Regions from separate parts of the Mus musculus genome. Here regions 1, 2 and 4 are each linked to region 3. Evidence: chromatin contacts called from public HiChIP or PLAC-seq and promoter capture Hi-C data. All regions are on one chromosome and are shown on one strand. Each heading gives the region's core, a stretch centred on a gene start, on an enhancer-like site or on the middle of the called end of the contact. The rest is flanking DNA. Distances are from core to core; before and after follow the strand shown. Region 1 holds the start of Eppk1 (epiplakin 1). Region 2 holds the start of Nrbp2 (nuclear receptor binding protein 2). Region 3 holds the start of Mafa (v-maf musculoaponeurotic fibrosarcoma oncogene family, protein A (avian)). Region 4 holds the start of Ly6f (lymphocyte antigen 6 complex, locus F).

Region 1 (2,961 bases), core at 458-2,957, 370 kb after region 3:
ACACTGAAGGGTGGGTCCCTCACCCCAGGCAGGGACAAGGATGGGCACAAGGGTCCGCTACAACTGTTGCTTGCTCTGTGCTAGATCAGAACAGAACTGGGAAGCCAGGCACATGGAGCCCAGCGCACATGGAGACTGAAAATCTGGCCTTTGCCCCCACTGAAACCAGCATCAAGAAGGGCCCCAGGAGTCAGTGACCTCGTGCCAAGGTTGGCATGATAAGCAAGTGGGGGTAGGGACGCAGCCCTGCCCCCCGACCCTCCCCCCACCCCGTCCTCTTCTTCCCAAGGATCTTGATACCACCCAAGGGCTATATCCCTATGGCTGCTCACCCTAGATGGACAAGGATTACAGCACCTGCAGGGCCAAACAGCACACCACACATCTGCTAGAAACCAACCCACACCCTCGCGAGACCGCACAGCAGCCTGGCAGGGTCCTCAGTTTCCCGAACGATCCCAAGACTCAGGGGCCTCCCACCTCCCATCTGAGCTCAGATGACCCAGGTAAATGGGGCCCAGAACGGTCCCGCAGCCCCTCACTAAGTCCGCCTGGGGCCGCTGGCCTCTGGTTCCCACAGCTTTTCAGTTTCGGTTCTCCAAACTGCCCTCATTTCCTCACCTGTCGTGACAAGGCTGGCGCGGTCCTCTGTCTCTCCGCTCCCTCCACGCCGGGAGCCCCGCGCCACAAGCATTTAAATCGGCATGGCCCCTCCCTATGTTGACCCAAGTCCCTTCCCCATTGAGGGCGGTAGGCGGGGCTGAAAGCCAGGTTGGGCACCCCACAGGACAGGTGGAGTGGGCAGGTGAACACAAACTAAAGCATGGGGCAGGGCTACCTCTGAGCAACTCAAGCTGGGAGAGGCTGTTGAGTTGCAAAGTCCCTCCTTTCCTCCCTCCCTCCCTCCCTCCCTACTACAAGTCATTGAAAAAGAATGCGGGCCTGCTCTGGGTTGGGAGTGGAGAGCAACATGGGCTCTGTGGCTTTTGAATGAAGTTTGCAAGGGAAATGAAGACCCACCAAAGAGAGTTTCAGTTCCCCAAACTCCTCTTTATTGCTGAGAGTGAGAGACATGCCGGGACAGTGGCGGTGCACGCCTTTAATCCCAGCACCTGGGAGGCAGAGGCAGGCAGATTTCTGAGTTCGAGGCCAGCCTGGTGAGAGACCCAACCCCACTCTGTGTGCTCCAAGCTCCTGCTCAGTCCCTGAGCATGCTCTGCCACGGTTTCCTGTCCCTATCTTCTGGATCTTGGAGTCTTCACAGCTCCTCAGTGGACTGCTCTGAGGTTTTGACCTTGTAGGAGCTGGAGTCTCTGCGGTCTTTGACAATTGGCAGCCCTGTCTGCAAGGGGTGGCCAGGCTTCATCTCACCATTCAGCTCCCTGACATTTCCCACCCCCCTGGGGCTCAAATAAGTTCCTCAGTCCATCTGAAGGACCCAGCATCAGGAGAACCTAGCATCAGGAGGACCTAGCATCAGGAGGACCTAGCTCTGAAGCCCATCCCAGCTCTCACCTTCAGAGACAGGGGTCTGTTAGTGCCCATTTGGTTGGAGGTCCAGAGCCTCAGGGTGATGACCTCAGGGGCTGGCACACTAGGAGTCCAGCACAGGAACCTTTCGTGGATCTTCTGGCTGGTTCTCCCCTTTGCTGCTCAGAGATCCCATGTCGCTAGGCCAAAGCAGATGGCACACCTCTCCTGCCCATCCACCACCACCACCACCACACCCTGATGACTTACATGTCCTGTCCTACCCCAGCTCTCACCTCTGACTGGGTCATTTTTGACCAGAAATTCATCCAAAGCTGCCCAACCACCTCCAACACGAACCATCATGGCTCCTCGAGCTGCCTATGGAGCCAGAGGTGGGGGGAGTGGGGTTATGACACCAAGCCTTCAATACAGGGGTTGGGGCAGTTCCTGGGGCTCTGTCCTCCCCACCGTTACAGGCCCACACTCACACCTGCTTACCAAGGCTCCCTGGACCTTGGGCCTGCCTCTGGCCCCTGATGCACTTGACCCTTCTGGGTTTCTTGCTCTGACCACGCTATTGGGCTGTTTCTGGCCACTGGAGAGCCCTGGCTTGAATGTGATGGAGACCTTGTGGAGAGGCCCACGTCTCCCCCAGTTATAGCTAGGCCAGCCTTGTCCCACGCTGTCCTGCTCCTCAGTTGACAGGAAGCTATCTGCAGGATCCTACTGGGAAATGTTTCAATGCTGCCTGTGGCTTCGGGTACAAAGCACACCCCAGACCACTTTATTTTATGACCAAGTCAATACAGATAGTGTCTTTACAAGACCCTGGTGTATGTTGGCTCCTTGCTGGGAGGTAAGACCAAGTCCTTTTCATGTGCCCAGATCTATGGATCTATCTGCCCTTACCTGTACCTGGTGGCCCTGTTCCAGCCGTTCCCACTGGTCCCTTTTGTCCTCGCTCCTCTTGCTATGCTCTGGCTTCCTAAGACTCCAGTTCTCCATGACCTCTGACCACCATGGCCTCCAGCTCAGTTCTTTTGGAATCTTCCCCAGGAGGCAAGCCTTAGCTCTACTCGCCAGATCCCCAGGCGGCTCCTGGTCAAGACTCATCAAAGCCAGTATCTCCCTTGGGGCTCGAGTCCAGTACTTTGGGGTGAGGGCCGGAGGCATCTCCTCTAACAAGCTGTGGGCTTGTACCACCTATGCATTAGGGGGAAATGTTAGGGAACTTGGAGGACCCCATGCCAAAATTGCCCACCACTTCACCACCTCTCTTGAGCCAACGTCCTCATCCCCCAGAGCCTCTTAGAAGTTCTGCCCAGCACTTTAGGCCTTCCAGCACCTCCAAATGGTCTTACAGAGGGTGTGGCTCAAGGACAGATGTGTCCAGTATCAATAGGCTAACCCTGGATTGCTACACAGTTACAGTACAGGCCAGAGCCTCTGGCCACTGGTCCCACCTTGATCCCCAAGGGTTCCGCTTGG
Region 2 (3,155 bases), core at 508-3,007, 340 kb after region 3:
AGCCAACGCAGAGAGAAAGACAGGATGTCAGTTGGGCGGGGAGACTGGGCAGTCTCTGTCCAGGGCTCCCGCAGGTTCCCCACCCCTGCCCCCTGCCCCCTGCCCCGCCTCGCCAGCACCGGAGCCGATCTTGATGAGGCCATTGTGCTGAATGAAGATGGTGTCGCTCGTCAGGTTCCCGTGGATGATGGGGGGACTGCAGGCGTGCAAAAAACTGCAAGCATAGAGGATGAGAGGCAGGAAGAACCGGGTCAGAGAGCAGCGGAAAGGTGCAGAGCAGGGGGCAAGCGCGTGGGCAAGGCCAGGCTCTCACCTGAGTGCAGACAGGATCTGCGTACACCAGCGCTTCCAGGCCTGGCAGCGGACGCACGACTCCGTCGGGTGGGCACCAAAAGGCTGCTGAGCCTGCGGAGCCCGCCCGCTACCCCACTCCTGAACCGAGGTTTTTCGGAGTCCCCCGCCCCACTACTGTCCCTAAGTTCTGCTGGACTCCCTCCAGTCCCCAGCCCACTCCCCATACCCGGGCGTTCATGGCCTTGTGGTTCTTCTTGGTCTTTTTGAGGAACTGCTTGAGGCTGCCAGACGACACGTATTCTGTGATGAAGATGACCTGCGGGCAGGCGGGCTCCGCCGTTGCGGGTGGGTCTCCATGCTGCCCCACCCAGCCTGTGGCTTCACTCCGCCCTTCACCCGCCCCTAGCTCACCCTCGCGCGGGCCTCAGAGGCGTCCAGCCAATACTTGTGCAGCTTGACGATGTTGGGATGGTCCACCAGCGCCAGCTGCTCAAACATGGTCTGGATCTTCTCCTGGGGAAAGAGGATGGTTGTGGGGCCAATCAACGGTATGGGGCAAAGCGGGTATAGACAGGCCTCACCTCATGGGCCGCAAAGGCCTTCCTATCCCCGAAGTGAAGTTCGTTCCACACCACTTCTACACCCTCCTCCGTGTCCATGGCCAGAAAGGTGCTCTGGATCCCGGGCATGTTCCCTTGGTTCACCTAGGTGGGAAGAATGTGTGTCCTGATACGAATAGACCCAGGGTGTGGACGTGGTCTCCGCCACAACCTTCCCCCAGCCGTGAATGTGCTGCTAGCCTTGCCCAGCTCAGTGGGAGGGCTGAGGAGGTAAGGCTGGGAATCAAGAACCCAGGGGGAGAAGGGTGGTGTCCAGGGGCTGGGCCAGAAGGTACGCAGGTTTTAGAGGTTGGGGAGATCCCCAGAGCGGTAGTAGGGATCCAAGAGGCACGTGGAGGTGGTCCCAGTATGACACCGGTGTTCAAGGAATGGGGGTTTCTCACCAGGGCTTGGGGCCAAAGGGATCCGAGGGCCTCCAGAGGCCAGGGCGTCCGGGGAGACCCTCATACTGGCTCGGCCCCACGGATCCCATGGCTTCTATCCTTAGGCTACGGGACGGCGGCGTCACCCGCACCCGTGCCCACCTGCTCCCGCCGCTTCTGCCAGCGGCCACACGGGCTCTCCTCCAGGATGTCGCTCTCGTCCTCGCTCTCGTCCTCCCGCTCGCGCTCCCGGCCTCTCCTCGGCGCCGGCTCCGGGGCCGCCATGGCTCGGCGAGCCCAGGCCGCCGCCCTCCGCGCAAGCCCTCGCCCCGCTCCCGCCCGCCCTGGCCCAGCGCCCAGCAGCCCAACCTGGAGCCCAGCGGAGCGGCCGCCGCGAGCCCTCCTCGGCTCCGGGAATTGGGAGGCGCGGGCTCGCAGCGGACCCGAGGGAGGAGCCGCCCCGCCCCTCCGGAGCCGCCTCTGCAGGCCGGTGCTGGACTGTAGCTCGATCCAGGGCGGCAGAACCCCGCCCCAGGCACGCCTCGTCCTCCCAGACCACTCCTGCTTCCCCCAAAGCTCCGCCTCAAAGAGACGCGCCCCTCAAAGGCACCACCCATTCCTGCGGAGGCCTCTCCAAGGTTTCCCAGGCAGCTGTGGTTCTCCCAGCAGACTGTGCCTGGCCTCTTCGGGAACCACTTTTGCCCAACTCTTGAAGCCAGTTCTTCCAGCACCGCATCCCGATCCTGCTCCCATGACAAGTGTCCTGAACTCGGCCCGATGTAGAGAGTCTGAATGGGGCATCAAGGGTCAAGGGCATCTGGGGGCAGGCACTTCAGTGGTAAGAAACCATATGGTCTCAGAAATGGGACCAGTTCCCTCCTCAGGTAGCCAAGGAACGCATCACTAAAGATGCACCGCAGCAGAGACTGATGGGATACTCTTTAAATCCTGACTGCCTGTCTCTTCCTGGACCAGAATTCCGTGCAAACCCACTTTTCATAATGGCGAGTTTCTCTTTTCTCCCCAAATGTGACGCTCTCCGTTCCACTATGGGCTCCCTTGAAGCAATGGAACCACGAAGAGGGAGCATTTCTCACTTGTCACATCCAGCAGACTCCCCCACCCCCCGAAAACCTCTATCCACCCCTCAACTGCCCTCAGTCCTACCTCTGCCCTTCTACCCACCGGCACCTCCCCTTTCTATATAGAGACCCTGGCTGTCCTCTGATTTAAACATCATCTGACCCCTGACCAGCTCTGCCCCCCACTCTGCTCCTGACTTCTGTCATAGCCCGCTCAGAATGCTGCAGCTTGCTGTGGACTTCTACCTATCCTGAGAAGGGTTAGCTAGTTTAGCAGATCAGGAGGGGTTAACCCTCTACTGGCCCTAGAAGTCAGAACAGGGCCAATGCTTGGAAGACAATTCCCATGTCCTTGGATCTACCTATTTGTGTCTGTTTAACTAGGACCCTAGCCACACTGGAGAGTCTGCACTAAGAACACAAATGATGAAGAGCCTTGTACCACAGTGTTAGCAGAGCCTCTTGGGGGGGGGGCAGGCACTACAGATAGAACCCGTTTTTTAAAAATGTGACATTGAGGGCTCGTTGGTTAAGAGTACTTCTGCTCTTGCAGAAGACCCAAGTTCAATTCCCAGCACTCACACAAGTTCACAATTACCTGTTACTCCACTTCCAGGGGATCTGCTGCCCTCTTCTGGTCTTGATGGGTACCAAACGCACATACATGTAGGCACTCATTATCACATACACATAAAATAAACCTTAAAAACAATGCACAACACCAAGGCTAGTGGCACGCACAGATCACAGCTGGCAGTAGCACATGCTGTCTAAGAACTGTAGGGGACAGGGTAACT
Region 3 (2,905 bases), core at 305-2,804:
CCTCAGAGTCTGAACCGAGACCGGGGCGGCCTGCGCAAACTTGTCCCCGGCCGTGGCGAGGCCCAGGGTCCGGCACTCACAGAAAGAAGTCGGGTGCGCCTTTGGCCGCCCCGGGGCCAGCCTGCGCTGGCGAGGGCTCCCGAGGGAAGCCGGCCCCGCCCGCGCCCCCGGGGCCGCCCCGGCCCGCCAACTTCTCGTATTTCTCCTTGTACAGGTCCCGCTCCTTGGCCAGACGCCCCACCTCCAGCTTCAGCTGCTCCACCTGGCTCTGGAGCTGGCACTTCTCGCTCTCCAGAATGTGCCGCTGCTGCACCCGCTTGAAGCGGCACGACTGCGCGTAGCCGCGGTTCTTGAGCGTGCGCCGCTTCTGTTTCAGTCGGATGACCTCCTCCTTGCTGAAGCCGCGGAGCTGCCGGTTCAGCTCCCGCACGGACATGGATACCAGCTGGTCGTCGGAGAAGCGCTCCTCCAAGCGCACGTGGTGGCCTGCGCCGCCTCCGCCGTGACCCGCGCCTCCGCCGTGGTGGCCAGAGCCTCCGTGGTGGTGATGGTGGTGATGGTGATGGTGGGCAGAGTGATGATGGTGGGCAGTGTGGTGTGCGCCGTGGTGGTGGCCGGCACCCATGTCGTCCGCGCCGCCGCCGCCCGCGAAGCTCTGACCCCGGAAGGCCTCATAGGCCGCAGCAGCCGCCGGGTGATGCGCGCCGTGGTGCGCGCCGTGGTGGCCGCTGCCGATGAGCGCCTCCACCGCGTCCTCCGGCGTCAGGTTGAGCGCCTCGGGGTTCAGGTGGTGCTGGTACCCGCTCATCCAGTACAGATCCTCCAGCACCGCTTTTCCTGAGGCGCCCCCGACAGTGCCGGGGCCTCCACTCGGCGGCCCCGGGGCGCCCCCGGCCTGAGCCGCGCTGCCCCCGCCGCCCGCGCCGCCGCCTGTGCCCGGGCTGGGTGCGCAGAAGCTGGGCGAAGAGGGCACCGAGGAGCAGGGCGTGCTGAGGGGCGTCGAGGACAGCGAGCCGGGCGGCAGGCGGTGGCAGAAGCGCTCGGCCTCGGGCGGCTCCTTCTTCACCTCGAACTTCATCAGGTCGAAGTCGTTGACGTACTCGATGGCCAGTGGGCTGCTGGGCAGCTCTGCGCCCATCGCCAGCTCCGCGGCCATCGCCCGGGGCCCCAGCCCCGCCGCCGCGCCCGGCCGCGCCCCGACGGGCGGCGGGGGAGCGTGGGGGGAGCCGCGGGCCTCTCTCCCCCTAGCTCCCCCCCGGGCCGCGGTGGGCTCAGGCTCTGGTCGCGCCGCCGAAGGGCGCAGCAGCAAAAGTTTCCTGCTGTCAACTCTGGGCTGTGCTCAGGGGACGCCGCCGGCCAGGCCTCTCGGGTGGCCCCCCGGCCCGCTACGAGCGGGCGCAGGGCCCCCAATCCTGCCCTCCTCCTCCTTCTGTTCCTCCGCGGTCCTGGCCTGGAGGGTGCAGAGGCCGCGCCCCGGGCTCAGCCGCGCTCCGGGCTCTCCCGCCCGGCCCCGCCCCGCGCCCCACCCGCGCTGCCGGCCGGCCCCGCCTCCCTCGGCCCGGCGCAGAGCCGCACAAGCCTTTATAGAGACGCGCTTCTGGGCCCGCCTCCCCAGGTGGGGGCCGACGCCCCCGGGCCAATCGGAGCCCCAGACCTGCCGCCCTCATTTGCCTATCCCCATGGCAACCCGGAGCCCAGCTGTCAATCTCCTGCGGGAAACAGCTGTGGGAAGGGGTGGGGAAGGGCCGTCGGCAAGAGGAGTGGGCAGGGCCCCCTGGTGGCCGCCGCATGGGACTGCACAGCAGAGGGCGCGAGACCAAGTGGCAGATTCTGAGGTTCCAGGATCGTAAAGCCAGAGAGTGCAGGGAAGCTGAGGAGGCCCTCGTCCAGGGTACTCCTTCGGTGTCTCAGATCCATTAGGTGGTCTAGCTGGCTGTGTCCCGCACCAGGCCCAAGTGGCCTGGAGTCTCCAGAATGGGGACCTCTAACTATCCTGACACCGGTGACTCCCGAGCTGCCCGGGAGCGCCAGCTATTTTTATCCTGTGGTTGGGATGGGTTCAGGAATTCAGTCAACAAAGTTGCTGGCACCTCGGGCGGCGGGATGCACGGTGGAACCGCAGGCCTCTGAGCGTTGTGGTAGGTGGAGTGGGACAGACGCCTGTGGCCACCACGGGGCTAGAGGAGCAGGTCTCGGGTACTCCCTGCGTAGAGAACCCATTTCTCTGAATTGAATTCATGGGGCTGATGGGTCTGGACGCCTGCAGAAATGCCCACAAGGAATCTCAGACCCAGCTGCCCACCAGGGCGGTTTGGAGGAGCCTTGCTGGGTGGGGGCAAGTTGGAGTGACAAGTGGCAAGCAGATTGCCACCGTCACACTTGCTGAATGTCTCTACACACCTAGTAGGAGGCCGCTTCCGAGCAAAAGAAAGCCACAAGGACAACAGGGAGGGTGGGTGACAAGATGTGAGTTCTGTGACACCCTCCCCTCCCCTCCCTCCTCCAGAATTCCAGATCCCAACCGAAGATAGAAAGGGCGTGCATTCACGAACAACAGCTGGATGTGACCCAGAGTGCGGTTTTCTCCTCTCTGTTATCTATAATCTTATATGCCGTTGACTATTAAAAATAATAGACGGGCAATGGTGGTGCAGGCCTTTAGCCCCAGCTCTCCCAAGACAGGAAGATTTCTGGGAGTTCAAGGCCAGCCTGGTCTACAGAGCAAGTCCCAGGACAGCCAAGTCTGCACAGAGAAATCTTGCCTCGAAAAACTAAAAATCAATCAATCAGTCAATCAATCAATCAATCAATCAATCGATTCTTAAATATAAACCATTTGTGCACAAGGTGGAAAAAGTTTGAAAGGGTATTCACAGGATACCTATCCAGGATGTCATGGTGCCAA
Region 4 (3,361 bases), core at 541-3,040, 480 kb before region 3:
TTTTTTCACATACACTTGTTCATACATGAGCCAATGCCTAGGTCCACAAATGAAGGAATTAGAGAGAAAACATTTCTTGCTTGCTCTCTTCCTCCTACCACTGTGCTGGATTATACAATGTTGGTGGCAAATGTGGATTATAGGTTAACAGGGAAGATATTTTGTAATAGTGTAGGATAGAGGCCCTGGAGTGTAACAGAATATTAACAGAACCATTGTGTCATGAATTCCTGAGGTTGGCACAAAGGCTTTGATCAGTCTTTGGGTTTGGTTTTTAGTCCTGGAAAGGTTGATTCCCCACTGCTCCTTGAGAATTCTGACTTCAGCCTACAGAGTCTCTCTTTCTTTCGATTAATCATCCTGCATAACCTAGAACTTTGACACTGGAGTTGGATATACATGTAGAACCAACTAGAGATGCTAGAAAGACTGAGATACTTTGGTCTGCCCTGTGGTTTACATCAGGAGAATCTGCTTGATGTTCTCTGAGCCTCTGGCTTCCTTCCCTTTGCAGCCTTGCCTGCTTAAGTGGATGTGCTCACCTTCACTGATGCTGTGGTCCATTTTCTGACTCATTGTCCTCTGAGCATACCTGTTCATTTACTGTGGCATCATCTCAGGATGATTTCCAGCTCAGGTCTCATTCGGTGCCTAGCCTTCCTACTCTAACCTGTATCAGTGCCTTGTAGACACTTACATGGGCTACTTACTGTGCTCTCAGCTCCACTAGGTTAGGAAACTCAGACTCTGGCTTGCTGTGGAGGCCCTGCTGCTCATCCCAAGGCTGGGCCACAGATGCCATCAATATTTGGCTAATTAGTAAGGTTTGAGTTATTACAATACCATGCCACATGGTAGTGACATAAAGGCCAAGGAAACTTATGTCCTTTTTGGGACACATTGGACTAGGACCTCATAGGTGAGGAGACAGGGCACATACAAACTGGAGGAGGAAGAAATAGCATGTGGCTTCTTCATGGTGGCTTCTGGGCAGCAGGGACACTGGGGTCATCCACCCTCTGCAAAAAAAAGCCTTGTGCCATGAAAAGAACTGCCTTGACTCTAGCTACCAGATGCTAATAGCACCTGCAGCCCCTTATATCACCCAAACATATCAGACACTGCTTAGTAACTTCCATCCCAGTTGTCAGTAAATTCTTTGCTCAGGACTTGCACTTTTTGAATATAAGACCCTGTAGAGCCAGTCGCCAGGTATTTGTCAGTTGTTTGCCTGCTTATAAAAAGGAGGGCCCTGGGCTCTGAGCCACTGCAACTCATACCCTCTAATTTGAAACAAGAAAAAGTCTGGTGGTGGTGGCAAAAAACACAAGCTACAGCACTTGCCTTTGAAAGTATTGGTTGTAGCCAGCCTGGTATACAGAGCAAGTCCCCCGGACAGCCAAAGTTACACAGAGCAAATATGCCTCGAAAAACAAAAACAAAAACAAAAGATGAAGGGAAACAAACAAACAAAAAAACTAGGAAAAGGCTGAGCAAGTTGCCTCTTTCCTTTGCTTTCTGAGGGCAAGCACAAGCCAACTGTGGCCCCTCCATCTCTGCTCTCTTATTCCTACAGCACCATTGTCTCTCCCCAACTGAGTGGTCCTCCCTCCTCAACAGCTATAAATCTTGCTGACCAGATCACCAACAAACCTTGCTAAATCTTAACCAATAAACATGTTGGCCTGGAGGAAGTAAGTATAGAAACCCCTCCCTCTTCAGGATGTCAGCTGGGAGGAGCTAAAGGAAATTAAAGTACTTACTTCAGTGCACATCTGACAGATCTTACCACTGTGCCTGCAACCTGGTCAGAGAGGAAGTAAGGACTGGTGTCAGGAGGGAGCTGCTAGGTGACAAAGGGAAGAGCCCTCAGGATAGGGCTGGGGTTGGGAGTGTGAGATTAGGAAGGAAAAGCTGGGTGGGTGGTGGATGAGAGAAATAGGCAGACATGTATTCCTTGGGGAAAGCTGGGGGGGGGGGGAGTGTTGGAGGGTGGGAAGAGTGGATGCTTGAGCCCTGTGAGAGCCCAGGGATGTGAATGATGATCTAATAACTGGCTTCAACTTCCAAGGTTTGATCTGTGCAGCCCTTCTCCAAGGATGGACAGTTGTCACACTACAAAGTCCTGTGTACTCATCCTTCTTGTGGTCCTATTGTGTGCAGAAAGAGGTGAGGTGGAAAATGAGAGATGGCCAGGAGGGTAAAATGGAGATGGCAAACTGCCTCAGGGTTGTGGTTACACCTGCACCTCCATTGTGTGCTCAGTGCCCAAGGTGTGCTGGTGTCAGGGGATTGGGAATCGGCTTGTGATGGGTGAAGCCTCATGTGTTGTGTGCTTTACTGGGTCTGTAACCCTGCCAGCGCCTGCCTTGCAACCATCACTACATACCAGAAAGACGTTTCAATGTTACTACCTGTGCCACAAACCCTGACCACCAGAGCAGCCTGTCCTTTAGACTCTAACCCTGCTGCCCTGGTCTACCAAGCAGGCCTCTGGCCTGGGTGCACACAAACTGGTAGAGGCTTCTTTTTCTGGCCTGAAGGCCAAGCCAAGGGTTTGGAATCCTCAAATCTTGGCATTTTACTTTTCCTTATGCCCAGCACATGCCACACGAGGCCCAAATGCTAGAACATCTCTATTCTAAGAAGTCTGAGCTTTCAGATACCCCTATACTTCTAGTTACATGTGTATTGCAGGAAACCTCATGGTGAGTCTGACCTTTGAGCTGGACTCTGGGACATTCAGTGCTTTGTCATGCTTCAATATACAGGGGCCAGCTCTGCAGGTGTAGGGTGGGACAGGTCAGAAAAGCCTTCCCTATCTGATGGCCCCACTACCTATTACACACCCACTCATTTCTTGAGCAGACATTTTGTATCTTTGTTTTCCCAATATGGTGATTGCCCCTCTAATTCCCCTTGGGGTGCAGGTCTCTGCTGTGGGTTTGGCTAGCTGAGGCAGCAGGGCCGAGCATACTTGAACAATGGAGGGTCATGGTTCACTTTTGCTTTTGGCAGAGGTGACTGGGCAGTAATATCCTTGCTCTGTCCTAGCACCCAGCAGCTGTGTGGAAGTAAAGACATTGGAGAGAAGGGTTCTGTTCTAGGAAGGGCATGAACTAGCCCTCATATATTGGCTTTTTTCTCAGCTCAGGGGCTGGAGTGCTATAACTGCCTGGGAGTTTCACTTGGAATTGCCTGCAAATCAATTACCTGCCCCTACCCTGATGCAGTCTGCATTTCTCAGCAGGTAGAACTTATTGTGGGTAAGTTCCCTGTGGCCTCCATAAAGATGGCTGAGGGTAGCTTGGAAGAAAACATCAGATCTGGGCACTTGTTAAGGACCATGGTTCTCCTCCCT

What was found. Promoter capture Hi-C pulls out the DNA fragments that hold promoters and counts their contacts. HiChIP or PLAC-seq counts read pairs in DNA pulled down with a chosen protein or histone mark.
Region 1: an HNF4G HiChIP or PLAC-seq map of pancreatic cancer cells shows a contact between it and region 3. The contact joins the promoter of Eppk1 here to the promoter of Mafa in region 3. A contact is called at or near these places in 1 of 484 Hi-C or Micro-C datasets (the G1E-ER4 cell line) and 1 of 115 datasets of contacts at active chromatin or transcription factors (pancreatic cancer cells).
Region 2: an H3K27ac HiChIP or PLAC-seq map of embryonic stem cells shows a contact between it and region 3, with 2.1 times the contacts expected there. The contact joins the promoter of Nrbp2 here to the promoter of Mafa in region 3. A contact is called at or near these places in 1 of 39 promoter capture datasets (second pharyngeal arch cranial neural crest), 2 of 484 Hi-C or Micro-C datasets (both in embryonic stem cells) and 3 of 115 datasets of contacts at active chromatin or transcription factors (embryonic stem cells and pancreatic cancer cells).
Region 4: a promoter capture Hi-C map of the 3T3-L1 cell line shows a contact between it and region 3, with 2.9 times the contacts expected there. The contact joins the promoter of Ly6f here to the promoter of Mafa in region 3.

What each region holds. Positions count from the first base shown.
Region 1 is chr15:76,118,488-76,121,448 of GRCm38.p6, forward strand. It overlaps Eppk1 (epiplakin 1), which reads right to left and starts at 1,708. Exons shown (of 3, transcript NM_144848.2): 1 at 622-1,708. It overlaps BC024139 (cDNA sequence BC024139), which reads right to left. Exons shown (of 16, transcript NM_001142968.1): 11 at 2,937-2,961; 12 at 2,383-2,676; 13 at 1,972-2,196; 14 at 1,767-1,851; 15 at 1,516-1,649; 16 at 1,030-1,342. The coding sequence ends at 1,259. It overlaps Gm52196 (a long non-coding RNA gene), which reads left to right. Exons shown (of 3, transcript XR_003951574.1): 2 at 85-209; 3 at 290-661.
Region 2 is chr15:76,089,933-76,093,087 of GRCm38.p6, forward strand. It overlaps Nrbp2 (nuclear receptor binding protein 2), which reads right to left and starts at 1,758. Exons shown (of 18, transcript NM_001358359.1): 1 at 1,439-1,758; 2 at 876-998; 3 at 706-807; 4 at 521-610; 5 at 314-354; 6 at 120-214. The coding sequence starts at 1,561. It overlaps Gm41349 (a long non-coding RNA gene), which reads left to right and starts at 773. Exons shown (of 4, transcript XR_003951571.1): 1 at 773-1,124; 2 at 1,402-2,114.
Region 3 is chr15:75,746,767-75,749,671 of GRCm38.p6, forward strand. Mafa (v-maf musculoaponeurotic fibrosarcoma oncogene family, protein A (avian)) reads right to left here and starts at 1,555. Exons shown (of 1, transcript NM_194350.2): 1 at 1-1,555. The coding sequence starts at 1,156. The coding sequence ends at 77.
Region 4 is chr15:75,266,631-75,269,991 of GRCm38.p6, forward strand. It overlaps Ly6f (lymphocyte antigen 6 complex, locus F), which reads left to right and starts at 1,791. Exons shown (of 4, transcript NM_008530.2): 1 at 1,791-1,850; 2 at 2,072-2,169; 3 at 3,150-3,266. The coding sequence starts at 2,100.